2 separate regions of the Rattus norvegicus genome follow, and region 2 is linked to region 1. A link is a contact called in public Hi-C data. All regions are on one chromosome and are shown on one strand. The core of a region is the stretch at or near the end of the contact, and the rest is flanking DNA. Distances in the headings are between cores, read along the strand shown.

Region 1 (6,793 bases), core at 1,925-4,424:
AAAGACTGTGGCACTGATTCAGACCCCATGGAAGAAGCAGAGTCAGAGGACCCAGTTTGTGTTTAAGATGACAACATATCTGGATTGAAATGAACTGAGTCATGCATCTCAAGGTAATGTGTAGTTTTCACGTTCATAGCATCATGAAAAACAGGATCCAAGAATTTTGATTTCAGAAGCTGAGAGTGGTAATTTAAGCATTTTCTAATTGCCTACTTAAAAACTTTCCTCACCTTGGTTAATGACTGAGAACTTATAGAACACGCATACTATGCTCTAGAATAATCTCTTTGAAAATGCCCTTCCAACTTTCAACACATTACCCTCTGATGTTGCACAATCTCCCCCTCTTCCTTTCAAGCTGTGCTTCACACACTTGAAGCATCCACTCCCCTCTCTCCCCTGACTTAGTCCCCCTGTTACAAGTCTTCAGTTGGGTCACTCTTGTCTGTGTCCCTCAGAAACCATCTCACCATTTGGCAGCCTACCCAAGGAGCCAACTGTCAATGTATAGCTGTTTCTTTCCACATCAAAATCCTTCACACTGTTTCTACCACACATAGTACCAAGTGATATGAAACTATGCAGATAAAATAGATCACACAGCCCTATAGTTATAATCACCACAGCTTATTATTTCTTTGCTGTACAAAACCCTATTAATTCTGTTGATGGGCTTTGTGACTGTAATTATCCACTTATTCTTTCATTTTTTAAATCCAATCCTATTCATGTGACTGATAAGGTGAAGAATATTTTGTTTAACATTATTTTCTGTGAATAACATCATGTCATTTTATCTAGTCAGCTCAGATTTTACTTTACCTTCCATACATTTTCATTCAATTTTTTTGGCAATGTGGGAGAACACTAATATTTGTATATGGAAAGAAGAGAGAAAAGGATGGAAGAAATGTCATTTCTGAAGGCCTGAGAAGACTTCAGAAGATAAAAAATGTTGGAATATAGTACTAGGTCCTCCATTCTGGAAAGGGTGACTGCAAAATTCAGCTCCTATGAAATCAGGAATTAAACATATTTTGCTCATTTCTAAACAGGCGCTAGCATATATGTAGTGAGGAAGATAGAGAGAGGGTACCACCATGTGCCACAGTGCTGTGTAGAAGCAGGGCTCCAGGAGCTGTCATAAGACATAGTCTCCTAAATAATGAGTGGCCGGATGCAAGCAGACACTTGTCCCCACACACACCATGGTAAAAATCCAGCAGGATAGGAAGCACTCCTAACTGTTGGATCCTCAACATTGAAGGCACTCTCTTGGACGTGCCAGAATTTCATGGTGGGATATTGGTGAAACTCATTAGGTCATACATAGGCGTCTTATGTGTAGAAAGCAGGGCTTACAATTCCTGTGTCTAGATGAATATTTACAATGAGATTCAGGAACATTGGGGATTCATAGGTATGAAAACAAAGGTAGCATTGGATTCATTATTTGGGGAAATGGGATGTAAATGAATCATGTACCCATGAGCCTCTATTTGAAATTGAGTTGTAGTTTTCTAATCCAATGTGTTTTAATATAGTTTTAGTTAGTGCACACAACAATGGCTTTTCCTGGGCCATTTTCATAGATGTATGCTGTTGTGCATCTCCTACACACATGCTTTGTTACCAACCCTCTCCCCACATTCTTTCTTCTCTACCAATTAGTTCACCTTCTGCTTTCATAGAAAATGTGAATGCCACGTGTGTAAGAAAACATGTTACTTACTTGCATCTGGCTTCTTTCACATAAAATGCTAATCTGTGGTTCTGTGCATTTTCCTACCCATGACATAATTTCATTCTTATTTGTGGCTGAGTTCGATTCTGCTGTGCACATATACTGCATTTTCTTTTTCTTTCACATGCTGACGGGCATCTAGACCAGTTCTGTACTATGGCGATCGTCAGTAGTGTGGTCATCCACACTGATGAGCAGTCTCTCTGCCGCATGTTGACGCAGTGTCCTTTAGTTCTATCCTCAGAAGTGACACAGCTGAATCTTACGGTAATTCCATTTTGAATTGAGAAACTTCTAGACTGATCTCCTCAGTGGCTACTTCAGCTCAAATTCCGAATAACAGTTTATAAGGGTCCTCCTTTCCCCACAAATTACTATGATTTATTTATTCTTAATGATAGCCTTCTGAGAAGGGTGAGGTTTAAAATTGAGGTAATATACACAGTTCCTTAATGGCTAAGGATGTTGAAAATTTATTTTGTTGTTGTTGTTGGGTTTTGTTTGTTTTTGTTTTGTTTTTCCGAGACAGGATTTTTCTATGTAGCCCTGGCTGTCCTGGAACTAACCTAGACCAGGCTCTCTATGAACTCATATAGACCCACTTGCCTCTGCTTCCTGAGTGCTGGGATCAAAGGCATGCGCTACCACCACCTTGTGTGTGGGGTGAACACTTAAAAATATTAACTGGCTATTTGTATCCCTCCTATAGAGAACTGTCTGTTCAACTGATTTGCTTGTTTATGAACTGATTTAGTTTTTGATGTTTACTGTTTGAATTCTTTGTACATTCTAGGTATTTATCCCCAATTAGATGTCTTTCTCCAGTCGGGTAGACTATTTCTTCAGTTTGTTGATGGTTTCCTTTTAAATTTCATATGCTCCATCTGTCAGGTGTTAAGGCTATTTCTTGAGTCATTGGAGCTCTTGAGTAGCTTTCAGAAAATGGCTTCTTTGGTGAAGGTACTCGATTTGAGGTGCTGTTTTGAAAAGTATAGACGCAAATGGATTCTACCTATGCGCAAAGGTTTTGACTGTGGCACAAATTTCTCAATCTACCTGACCATTGAGGTGTTTGTTTTCACTCTTAGGAAACCTAACAAGCCACTGGTCCTTTAATGATTTACTGTATCTCCGTGGAATAAATATTCTAAGAACAGGAGCACCAGACTTCTGTTTTCTACTGGTCACCAAGATGTCTCTTAAAAATCCCATTTCCTCTTAGCTGGGACATGTCAAACTGATACTCTAAGAGACCATTGTTTCTTACTCAAACAAGCTGGAATTCAGTAAGGACTCCAGGACCTATCTTTTTATCAAGCATGTGCCCTCATGCACTTGCTTAATGATTCCTCCCAGGAGCAAAGTACACTAAGCCACTGGCAGCAGGGCCAGGTGGCTTCTTCCCTCTGTGACTCACCTGTTTGGTCTTGGTCCAGTATGCCTGGGATGAAGGCTGAGTTTCCTAGAGCAAACAATGACTTCAGATGACCCAGATCCCTCATGTGACTGAAATGTGTAAATCACAATGTAACCTTGGGCAAGCAAAGCAAACTCAAAAACACCCAAAACCTACCTAGGGTAATCTTTCCAACAGGGAGCCCCTAGGCTGTTTGAACAAAGGGTATGGATAACAGCAGCATTCAACAGTTGATGGAAAAATTGTGTCCAATCTTGGCCCTGCATTGGAGACCTGGAACAACTCTGTAACTAAGTCTTTTTTAGAACGCCTCAGTGGTGCTTGTACATTGTACAAATGTTGGATTTGATAAATTCACCCCAAAGCTCCACAAGACCAGTGAAATACCACTTTTCAAATCATTTTTCAGCTGCTAAGCACAAATATTTTCTCCATAGATACACATGACATTCCTATATTATTATTCTACTGATAGTTTAATTTCAATGTAAAATCTGTGAATTTGAAAACTTGAACTGAGTAGATACAAGAACAATAATCTTTTCTCTTAATGATGTAACCTTCTGAGAAAAGTGTGAGAATCTTCTTAGACTAAGCAAGTAGCTGAATTACTTTAGAAATAACATCACAGCCAGTATTTGTGTTAACTAGAGAGGAAAAGGAGATATTGGCAAAGCACAATAAAAAAAATTAATCCATGGAAAGAAGCACAGGTGACTTGGGCTCTTTTAGTTGTAATGAATAAAAACTGCTCAAAGTTGCTTGAGAAAAAGTGGTTGTGGAGAAATCTAGGTGAAAATAGACCCTTCATAGCAAGATGCAATCAGCTCTTCTCTCAAGATTGGCATCCTTCTCTAGATGCCTCTTTTTCTAGAAACATGTCTTCTGGATGTTGCTTCCTAACTGCGTTTATGCTAGTTTTCCCTGTATTCGACTGACTTTTCTGCTTATGGAATGGTGACTCAGACCTTACAGGTGTCTGCCCTCAGTTTGCCGTGCCCTGGCTTCCTGGCTTACAGTTCATTTGCTACAAAACTACGAAACTCGATTCAATAAAGGGCCTAGTTCTGTGATGAGTGTTTTCTGTGCAGTTTCTGTAATCCTTACATGGACTTTATGAATAAGGAGGATCATATATAGAGTGATCATTACTGTACCTGTGGCAAGAAGTTGAGGAGAGTTGAGATATGAGAACCAAAGTCTCGTTTTAGCTAAGCTTCTTCCTTCTGTGTTGCAGGCTTTTCTGTGGTTTGGTGGGTGACACACCATTCCTTGTGTGCACTGGGCCTGTGGTTTATCACCACGCTACATCTCTGCTTAGTTCTAAGACTCGTGCATGCAGTACTCAGTGGGAGTTTACAACCGCTGCTCTAAGAGTCTGTTAGAGTAGAACTTGAAGATTATTGTCTCTAACCCTCCAATCTTTTAAATGAGGAGGGCCAGAAAAATAAAAGTTATCTATTAGACTTGACCACTTAATTTCGATAGATGGATAGATATACACCCAAATTCCTAATGCCCAGTCTCTTCTCTCCCTGAAAATAGCAATGTACTGGGTAGGATTTTCTAGAAGCAAAGAACTTCTCCTGTTTTAGAGTGGTGTTTCACGATGAAACATGGTATTTCATAGTTTCTGGAATAATTGAAGGAACTCCAGAGACATGAGTTTTCAGGGGAAAGTTGACTGATCTATTCAACACTTACGGTATTGATTTTAAGTTATCATTCTTATTTTGTCCTGGTCATTTTTTGAAAATTGTTGCTTCCTTTCCCTGAAAATCTTGAGAAGCAGCGTGTATCTAGTTTTAAAAATGATATAAAATGTGTCTTCTGATGGGAAAGCACTTCTGTTCATTTCTTTTCAATCTTCTCCTTTAGCTTCCTGATACTGAGAGTCAAACCCTGGTCAAGAAAGGGCTTAGACAGTGCTGAAGGCAAAGTCTAATTATAATTTCTTTTAGTGCTAAAGGTCATTCTCATATTGTTCTTCATGACAAATTTCTTTCTCTCTAGAAAAATCTTCTCTTTTCCTTATTTTGAAGTCTGCAATTGATTATGTTATTTTTACTTAATTATTTAAGTGATGCTTACTTTTCTATTTACTTATTTAAGTAAAAACAACCAATTATATATTGGACTATAACTGAAAATTGCATCAAAATTTGTTGTCCTTCAGAGGAATTTATCTTAGCTGTGAAAATATTATGGTAATTTTGTAGCATAAATTTTTGGCATTTGGGAAATTATTTTTGTATAATATTTCTCCAAAACTATGTACTCCTTTATGAATATATCCTATACTGTGAAGAATCCTATTTTCAGTGAGGGGGTGTGGATGAGAGCCACTGAAGAATAATAAGTCCTGGGGCTTACTGTAAAGACTGTAAGTCAATGCCTATGTGCGGGTTAAGCTTCCAGCCACAGATGGAGTCCTTAGGTAATCAAATATACAAGGGACCTCTGGTATGTCCCTAAGAAATATTGTAATAGCTGACATAGGAAAAAGTCTCTCTTCTCATGGCATTACTTTCTAGAAGGTGAAACTGAGGCTTTTCAAACAATAGGCTACATCTTTTGACACTGTAAATCAGAGTTTATTGTTTCATTTAGTCAAAAAGATTGTGGTTATCATCAGATGTATGTTTAATATTTAGTCAGTTTTGTAAAGGTGTATATATATGTGTAAATGTCTCAAGAATACAGAAAAAGGTTTCTTAATCTATAAGATTTTATGTTCACATTGAAGAATATCCTTTATTTTATTTACTATAGGCTCTTTTCATAAATCTCCCTTTAGGATGGTCCAAAGAAGACCCACACCCAATTATGTAAAAATTGTTTTCAAAGCTATTCGTGTTGATTTTTAAAGACCTATATCTCTAGCTAGACCTTCAAAGGTGGAGGTACAAAGGACTGATACTAAGTTCCTAACTCATTGCTTATATGAAGCATATTTTTCACGTGTCCCCAGCTTTTCCTCTTTAGATACTGAATTTGGGTCCATTTCCATCTGTAAAGTAAAGGGAATATGCCTTGAGTCTATAGATAGATTAAAGTACCTGTGTTTTAGTTATGCAAATGGACACTGTACTCTAGACTTAAAAATTTGCCTGTGGCAATGCTGGGCGCTCTGTTCAGTCACCGTATCCAGTGACCTTCTGCGGTGTGTGTTCCTCCCAGGCTCTTGAGATGGGAACACACAGAGTGCTGTGTTCCGTGTCGTGTCAGTCATTACTCTCTTTGACTTTACTTGTGTTCTCAAGTCAATATGTTCCAGATTAATGAGGCATTTGTTCTTAATCAAGAAACTATTTAAGAATACACTTTTAATTTTAATGACTTGTTTATGATTAATTGTTTCAATCTGCCCTTCTCTTTCTTGAGGATACTTCAAAGTTGCAGCCTTTTTCCTGAACATTCCCCAATGCCTGTGTACTGGCAGTTGCTACACCATGCGGATCTCAAGGGACCAAGCCCAGTTATCAATTTCCTTGAGAAAATCGTTCATCCCTTAAACTAAAATCCACTTTTAAAAAATAATTATAACAGCAGCAATTGGCAAAAAAATTGAATGGTTAAACATTATTTTTATTTATTTATCTATTTAATTTTTTTGGTTTCTTTTTGAG
Region 2 (6,793 bases), core at 1,327-3,826, 210 kb before region 1:
AGTTGCAGCCAAATGCCTTGATTAGGGCATCCTTTTTTTCAAAGTCCAGGCAAGAGCTACCCTCACACTCCAGCATGTATTTCAGGGATGAGAAAAGGCATGTTCTTGTGTAGGTGGTTCAGAGAACAGAGGTCAGTGCACGGTAAGTTAAGCATACGTCTTGTTCAGTTTGTTCAGGCCTCCCTCTCCATCACCCGGGATGAAGGACAGTAGTTCACACCACCCACAGCTCCGCACTTGTTTCTTGCCTCTCCTCATCAGCTATTTACAGTCGCTGGTCTTGGTTTCTAGCCGCCATGGCCCTGGTCTGAAGTACCAGCCATCTCTCAGAGACTCCCTTCCTTCTCTCTATTAAAGCTCTGAAACAAAAATCCTGTTGCCTGCTTTTCTAAGAATATGGTTCTTTCCTCTCCTGGCCAAAATATCCCAACGTCTGTGTGGATTTCCGGTTCTCTGAACTCTTACCTGACATGCTCTCTCCGGTCACATTTCCCCAGTTCATGTCCTTGCTTTCTTTTCAGGCTGTGTGGCTTCAGACAAGTGTCTTAACCACCCTGAGTTTGAGTGTGGTTATCTATGAAATGGAGACAGCATTGACCCCTCCTGATGTCATTGTGTGGATTAAAGGCTTTCACCTAGATCTCTGACACTCAGTCACGACTCTTGCTCTTACCTACCCATGTGCATATGACATGTGGCTCTGCTGTCACTAGTTATATGCATTGTCACCTTTTCCTTCTACTATAGCCCAAGCATTATGAGGACAAAGACCAGGATGTGGATGAATTTATATACATGCTTTCTTGATGGCACACGGGGTAGTCCAAGTAATAACTAGGACCTGACATTTATACTGACAAATATACACATATACAAATATACACACAAATATAAATGGTATTGTATATGTCATGTACATATGTGTGTCTGTGAACATCATTAACTAAAAACTCAGTAACTGAAATATGTCTTTCTCATTTGTAAATATACACATATATACCTATCATAGGAATGAAACCTATTGATGATTTTCAAACCATACCCTAATAAAAACAAAAATATGGAATGAAAGAAATCTTTTCCCAAGTGGAAAACAAGTAGAATTTTAGATTCTAAGCCCTGTGGGAGACTGGGGTGTCAACCCATGGGTATGACTCCTTTTTGAGGTAAAATATTAATCCAGTCTATCACTGGAAAGAGCAGCGCCCTATTCGACCCACTGGGCAGCTAAGCTAAAATCTTGCCCTCCCAGCACCTGTGGCCAGGAGATGGAGCATGAATCACAAGGGCCTGGCGAGAGGCCAGTGTGGAGTCACGCCGGTTCTCTGAACTCTTACCTGACATGCTCTCTCCCGTCACATTTCCCCAGTAGCCTGCCTCTCATGTTTTATTTTAACTCAGCCCACTGTCATAAAATTGAACAGTGAATAAGAACTGCATTAATTTTAAGAAAGTTGGTGTCAAGACAGCAGAGGCTAAGGAAGGACGAGGGAGAGGATGGATAAAGAAGTCGGTCGGGTGGTTCCTGCTTCCTGCTGTATTAACACGGCTCCCCGGCTGGTTGCTAAGTTCTCTGTTTCTTCACCTGCAAAATGGGAATAGGGATTAATGTTTCACCAACTTTCTGAAACTCTTCCAAGGATCAGGGCAACTCACGGAAAGTATTCGACGGAGCATTTCTCTGGAGTTCTTCAGAGGATGGCCATAAACAACGACGGCTCTAATAAACGAGCGTTCATCTACTGTCATCGATGGAAAAATTAGCTCTTGTTTTGATTCTTGCGACTTTCATAGAATATGTTTTGATTTTCCTTTCTTTCTTCCAACTCTTCCCATCTCTTCCCCCATCTCTCTGTCCATCCAGCTTCATATTCTTTCTAAATATGAAGTCCAATTTGTGTTGGCCAACTACGCCCCTTCCCCCCTCCCCGTGCAGGCCCTGCCCTGGAGTGTGGTTGATACGCCCAGGATCCATGCACTAAAGAAACTGGTTTTTCTTCTCCACACAGTTAACAGTTGCAAGTAACTTCGAGGTTGGGGGAGGGGTGGGGGTGGGGGATAGGAATGGTGGGGGTAGGGGGTGGGATTTCCTGCCCACTTCCCATTCTCCATGTTGGGATTTTGTCAGGTTTGAATTTGTGCACTCTGTCAGTCTCTGAGAGTTCATATCTTAGTTGAATTTTAAAGAACTAATCTAGCATTTACGGGACTGTACATGATTAAAGAATGAATTATTTGAGCCATTTTGAAATTATTCAGGCAAGTCCTTAACTTCAAAGGACCTCCAGTTTATACATCCACTTGGAACATAGTTCTTCCTTAGAAATAGATTTTCTTATCCTTTCACGTGCCCGTATATCCTCAAGAGACTACTGTTAGAGACCATTTAAGCTTCCTTTTAAAGAACAAACACAAGAAGCCAGGAAAAATAATCTGTCAGTTGCTTGTAATAATCGTCTTAAATGAGCAGTATTGTGGCTTACGGAAAAACTGGCCCAAGCTAGACAAAAGGCAGCCAGCCGAGCCACAGACGCTGAACTCTGACCCCTGGCTGGACCTTGCACTGGGCAGCCTAGTAACAGGAAGGCAACAAGACACACTTTGAACCAGAGGTTCTAAGGCTGCTGTGGGGTTAGAGTGAGGGTGACAGCTTCACTTTGCAGTCTGAACTTTGTACCTAGACACAGGGGCATTTAATCTCCATAACAGCCACTTTGTTTCATTACTTATTAACAGATCCTCCTTGAGTGAAGCTCTTTGATAGGGGAGCTTTAAAAACCGATCCCTCTCTCCTCTTTATTACTGCTGTGGGGGTGGGCATCTGTGCCTATTGGTGCTTATTTGAACCCCTTCCTTCATGAGCTTGCCTTTCTGTGGGAAGGGCTTCTCTTCAAAACTGGCCCTTGTTGAGGCAAAGCAGTGCCTATGTTTGCCCTAAGAGAAAGGAACGAAAAAGGCTGGGCTATGTGTCGTTAAATGTCACACAAGGAAATGCCTGCTGCCACCCCACCTCTCCCCACCAAGTCAGCTGTTCCGTTTTTTGTTCCTCTTGCTAATTCTCTTTCCCATCCCCCTCTCCCCCTCTTCTCCTGACTTCTTTCTTTGCATCCAGCCTTACAGTGACATCAGAGTCAACAGTAGTGACCCCTGGACCCGTCCATCACTCTCCAGGCTGAAATAACCTAGACAGGTTTCTTTGCAATTGGGAGTCAAAGCAATTTAAGGACACATTCAAGCATTCTCCTTCTCAAATAAACACACTGTCCTTAGATGTCCAGTAACTGATCCTCCGTGTGTCTGAAAGTTTAGTTATTTAAAGAAAGTGGCAAGATTCTAGAAAAGAGAACCCGTAAAACAGTATTAGCATTCATGGAAATTCCGAGTTCAACTCGTAAGCCAGTGCCAGTTAAACCACTGTTCGAATTACTAAATCATGTTCCATATCGATTAGTAAATATGCTTTGTCTTCTGGACCCCATGAAGTCATGAGTATTTAGTAATTAACAAAGACCAAATGAACTCCCCCTGAAGCTTCCCTTGAGAGTCTGGGACCACCAAGGATTTAACCTTGCAATGCTCAGCACTATGTGTTTAAGGAGTAGTCGAAATTAGTTCAGAGGCTAATTCATCCTCTTCTCATTTTCTACCCTGTTTTAAAAAATGCCCCCATGTCTAGCTCTCATTCAACAAGGGGTCAGCTCTGGAGCCACCCTCTGTCTGGGCACCATGCCGCAATCCTTTGATTCTCCCTCCGCCTTCCGTAATCCCAGGCACAGGAAAACCTCCAGGCTCGCCCCACCGAGTGGCTTAATGCTAAAGATGCTAACACTGTTTCTCTTACTTTTCTTCCGTTTGCCCTTTTCTTAACTTTCTCAATGACATACTTTCCAAACTCATTGTTGGTGCCCAAAGATACAGCACAGGAAGGGCCAAGGGTGTAGCTAAAGAACTTGGCTATCATGTGTGACGATCTGGGTTCCAATCCAAAAAGACAAGAGAATAAAAAAAGATGTACAATGTTCATGCTCACTGCTTTTCCTCTCCCCTGCTATATAGAGTTTTGCTAGCTTTCATGACAAGCACATTCAATCTGACCTTTATCTAAAGGTTATGATTTGGGTCTGAGGTATTTTCTAGGGCCGTGGGGCTAGAAGCTTGGTTGCGTCCTAATAGTATTGTTGTAAGGCGGTAAAACTGCGGAACGTGGGACATTCTTATAGCAAGTAGTTACATACAGGAGAATTTGGGAAAGGGATAGCTAGTATTTATATCCCTCCCTCCCTCTCTATCATGGCTTCCTTGCCTCTATGAAATCAGGAGCTTCCCTGTCGATGCCCTCTCATCACCATGATGTCCTGCCTCTCCTTGAACACAGTGAGGCTAGCTGGCCATGTATCGATCCCTCTAAAACCATGAGCCAAAATAAGTCTTCTTAACCTAAGGAATTTTGTCACTGTAATAGAAAGCTGGCCATAAGAAGAGAAATTTTAAAAAATTATAAATCTTTCAGACACTTCTATTCTCCCCATCCCCAGGTTTTACATTCAGCATCATGTGTGGATGGTCCATGCATCGCTGTCTCCTTGTGCTCAGCTTCCCGGGTATCACCTCATTTCCTGGCAGAATGGCCGGGAGATACAAAGGACCACTACAACATGCATTTCGCCGTTTCCATGCCAACAGTGTTTTAGGTACTGCAAGACTGTACTTTTGGGTCCCAGGATATGCTCTTCCCTTGGCAGACTCTGCTTACGATTTACTTTTTGAGTTTCAGCGTTCACAGCTGTCTCTTCCGTGCCGCTTTCCAAAGCCTTGAATTAAATCTGCACCTGTTTGGGATTTGCTCAATCTGAAAAGTAGTGGGACTCCTCCAGAATGCCTAATTACCTTTGCCCTGACAGCAATGCAGTCAGATGCTTTGGCAGCGCACTCAGGACACCTAGACTTGCAGGCATGGCCTCTGTACTTAGTCTCAATTATCCCAGACAGAATACAACAATTGAACCTTGATTTACACCACTTCTTAACGCCACTTGCTTCTCAATCCCAGATGCTGCCACCTGCTCCAGGTAGATTGAACAAAGTGCAAGCACAGGTTATGGTTATGGTATCTTGCATAGCTGGTGGTATTAAGAAAGAACAGAACTGATAGTGTTTTATACACCCTATAATAAGTCCAACCTTAAAGATGAGAGATGCAGGGTTTATTCAGTTTAGGTTTTGGGTTAATATGAATTCAACGAAACAAATGCTGCTCCTGGTCTGCTTCTCCCCTCAGGGTATACAAGGATGTTGCTCACTGGCTTGGATGGAGGGAGGCATAGCCAGCAGTGCGTGAGGTAAACAGGATCTCAGCTGGGGTGTGTGTGTGTGTGTGTGTGTGTGTGTGTGTGTGTGTGTGTGTGTGAAACAGCCTTCTCTTGAGACAGTTTTCAGTGAAATAGAAAGAGATCTAACAGAGGAAGCCTTAGAAACACAATTTTTGGGGAAGGGAGAAAAAAAAGAAACACAATGTTTTCTATATCCCTTCTTTGCCTTTTGGGAGAGGAGAAAAAAAGGTTATTATATAAACCTTGAGGGGTGGGTAGGGGTTCTTAGAGCGAGTGTACATTATTGGCTACAGCTGAGGTGCTGGGAATGCTTCATTTGCATGAAGAGAAATTCCAAGTGCTTGCTGGACATGTCCTTTTAAGAAGAGAGGATGTTAGACCTGTATCCTGGCCACCAAGCTACATGACCACCTCAAGTGTGGCAGAAGTGGGGGTGGGTCTTAAGGCTTACACCCTCTGGAACATTCAGACCCAGAACAGGCAGGAAACAGTCCTATTTCTGCCAGGCTCAGGATGAAATTTTTCAGGGTCTGGACATGTCTGAACCCCACTCCTGCTCAAGGCCAGCTGCCGCAGTCGCATGGTCTTTCAGTCCCACAAACAACCATAGTTATTCCTTTTGATTCTTCGCTTTTGAGTAAGTTCAATAAATAAGAGCTTAAAAGTTCAGCAATTCTGAAAACTTTGTAATCACCCATATTCTTTGGTCTCCCCTGGGACACCTTTACACATACATCCAAGAAAAAGAGGAGAAAGGAAAGGGAAGGCAGACAGCAAAGGGACTGTCAATTAAAAATCACTAACCAAGGTCAGTGACTTAGTAAGTGGCTGTGTGGAGAACTGAACCAATGACTGGAATATCCAGGGACCAGAAAGTAAGATGATATTGAGAACGTTGTGGTCTACAGATTGAAAAGTTTCAGGAAATAAATGAAGAAAAAGAAAGTAGCCAGACAGAGGTGTTGCAATACTAAAGACAAAGAAGGGCCAAAGAAGGAGGAAGAAAGAAAAGAAAGAAAAAACGTGTGTGTTTCTAAGGCTTTCTCTGTTACTTGTCTCTCTACCATATGATCAATGTCCCTACCATTCTAGACAAAGTACATTTGCTTCACGTCATTCAGATGCTCTCTTCAGAGAAAATACACCATTACCTTAGAAGAGTAGAAGACAGTGATAAACTTTTATCTGACACTATTAAGATAAATCAAGTTCAATCAAATAATTGTTCTTCAACATAATTTCCCAACCCCATAGCCACTAATTTTCTCTTGTTGTTTCTTCTTGGTACTAATTCTGCATTGATTTTTGGAAAGAATTAAAACTGACTCCTGTCTTCATGTCTTCATCTCTGTTTCATTGCTGTGAAGAGACACCACGACGATGGCCACTCTTAGGAAAGAAAGCATTAATTGGGGCTGGCTTACAGTCTCAGAGGTTCAGTCCATTTTCACCACAGCCTGGAG

What was found. Hi-C and Micro-C count contacts between places; a contact is called where the count stands out from the background.
Region 2: a contact with region 1 is called in a Hi-C map of liver, with 4 times the contacts expected there. The contact joins two enhancer-like sites. A contact is called at or near these places in 2 of 12 Hi-C or Micro-C datasets (kidney and liver).

Annotation. Positions count from the first base shown.
Region 1 is chr11:28,335,187-28,341,979 of GRCr8, reverse strand. No RefSeq gene overlaps it. Among named protein-coding and RNA genes, the nearest start is that of Nrip1, 130 kb to the left of the region's middle. Within about 2 kb of position 3,174, at least 7 of the 93 cell types and tissues checked have an H3K27ac peak or open chromatin away from gene starts, as enhancers often do. A contact at or near this core is called in liver, where this site is marked.
Region 2 is chr11:28,540,869-28,547,661 of GRCr8, reverse strand. No RefSeq gene overlaps it. Among named protein-coding and RNA genes, the nearest start is that of Nrip1, 78 kb to the right of the region's middle. Within about 2 kb of position 2,576, at least 10 of the 93 cell types and tissues checked have an H3K27ac peak or open chromatin away from gene starts, as enhancers often do. A contact at or near this core is called in liver, where this site is marked.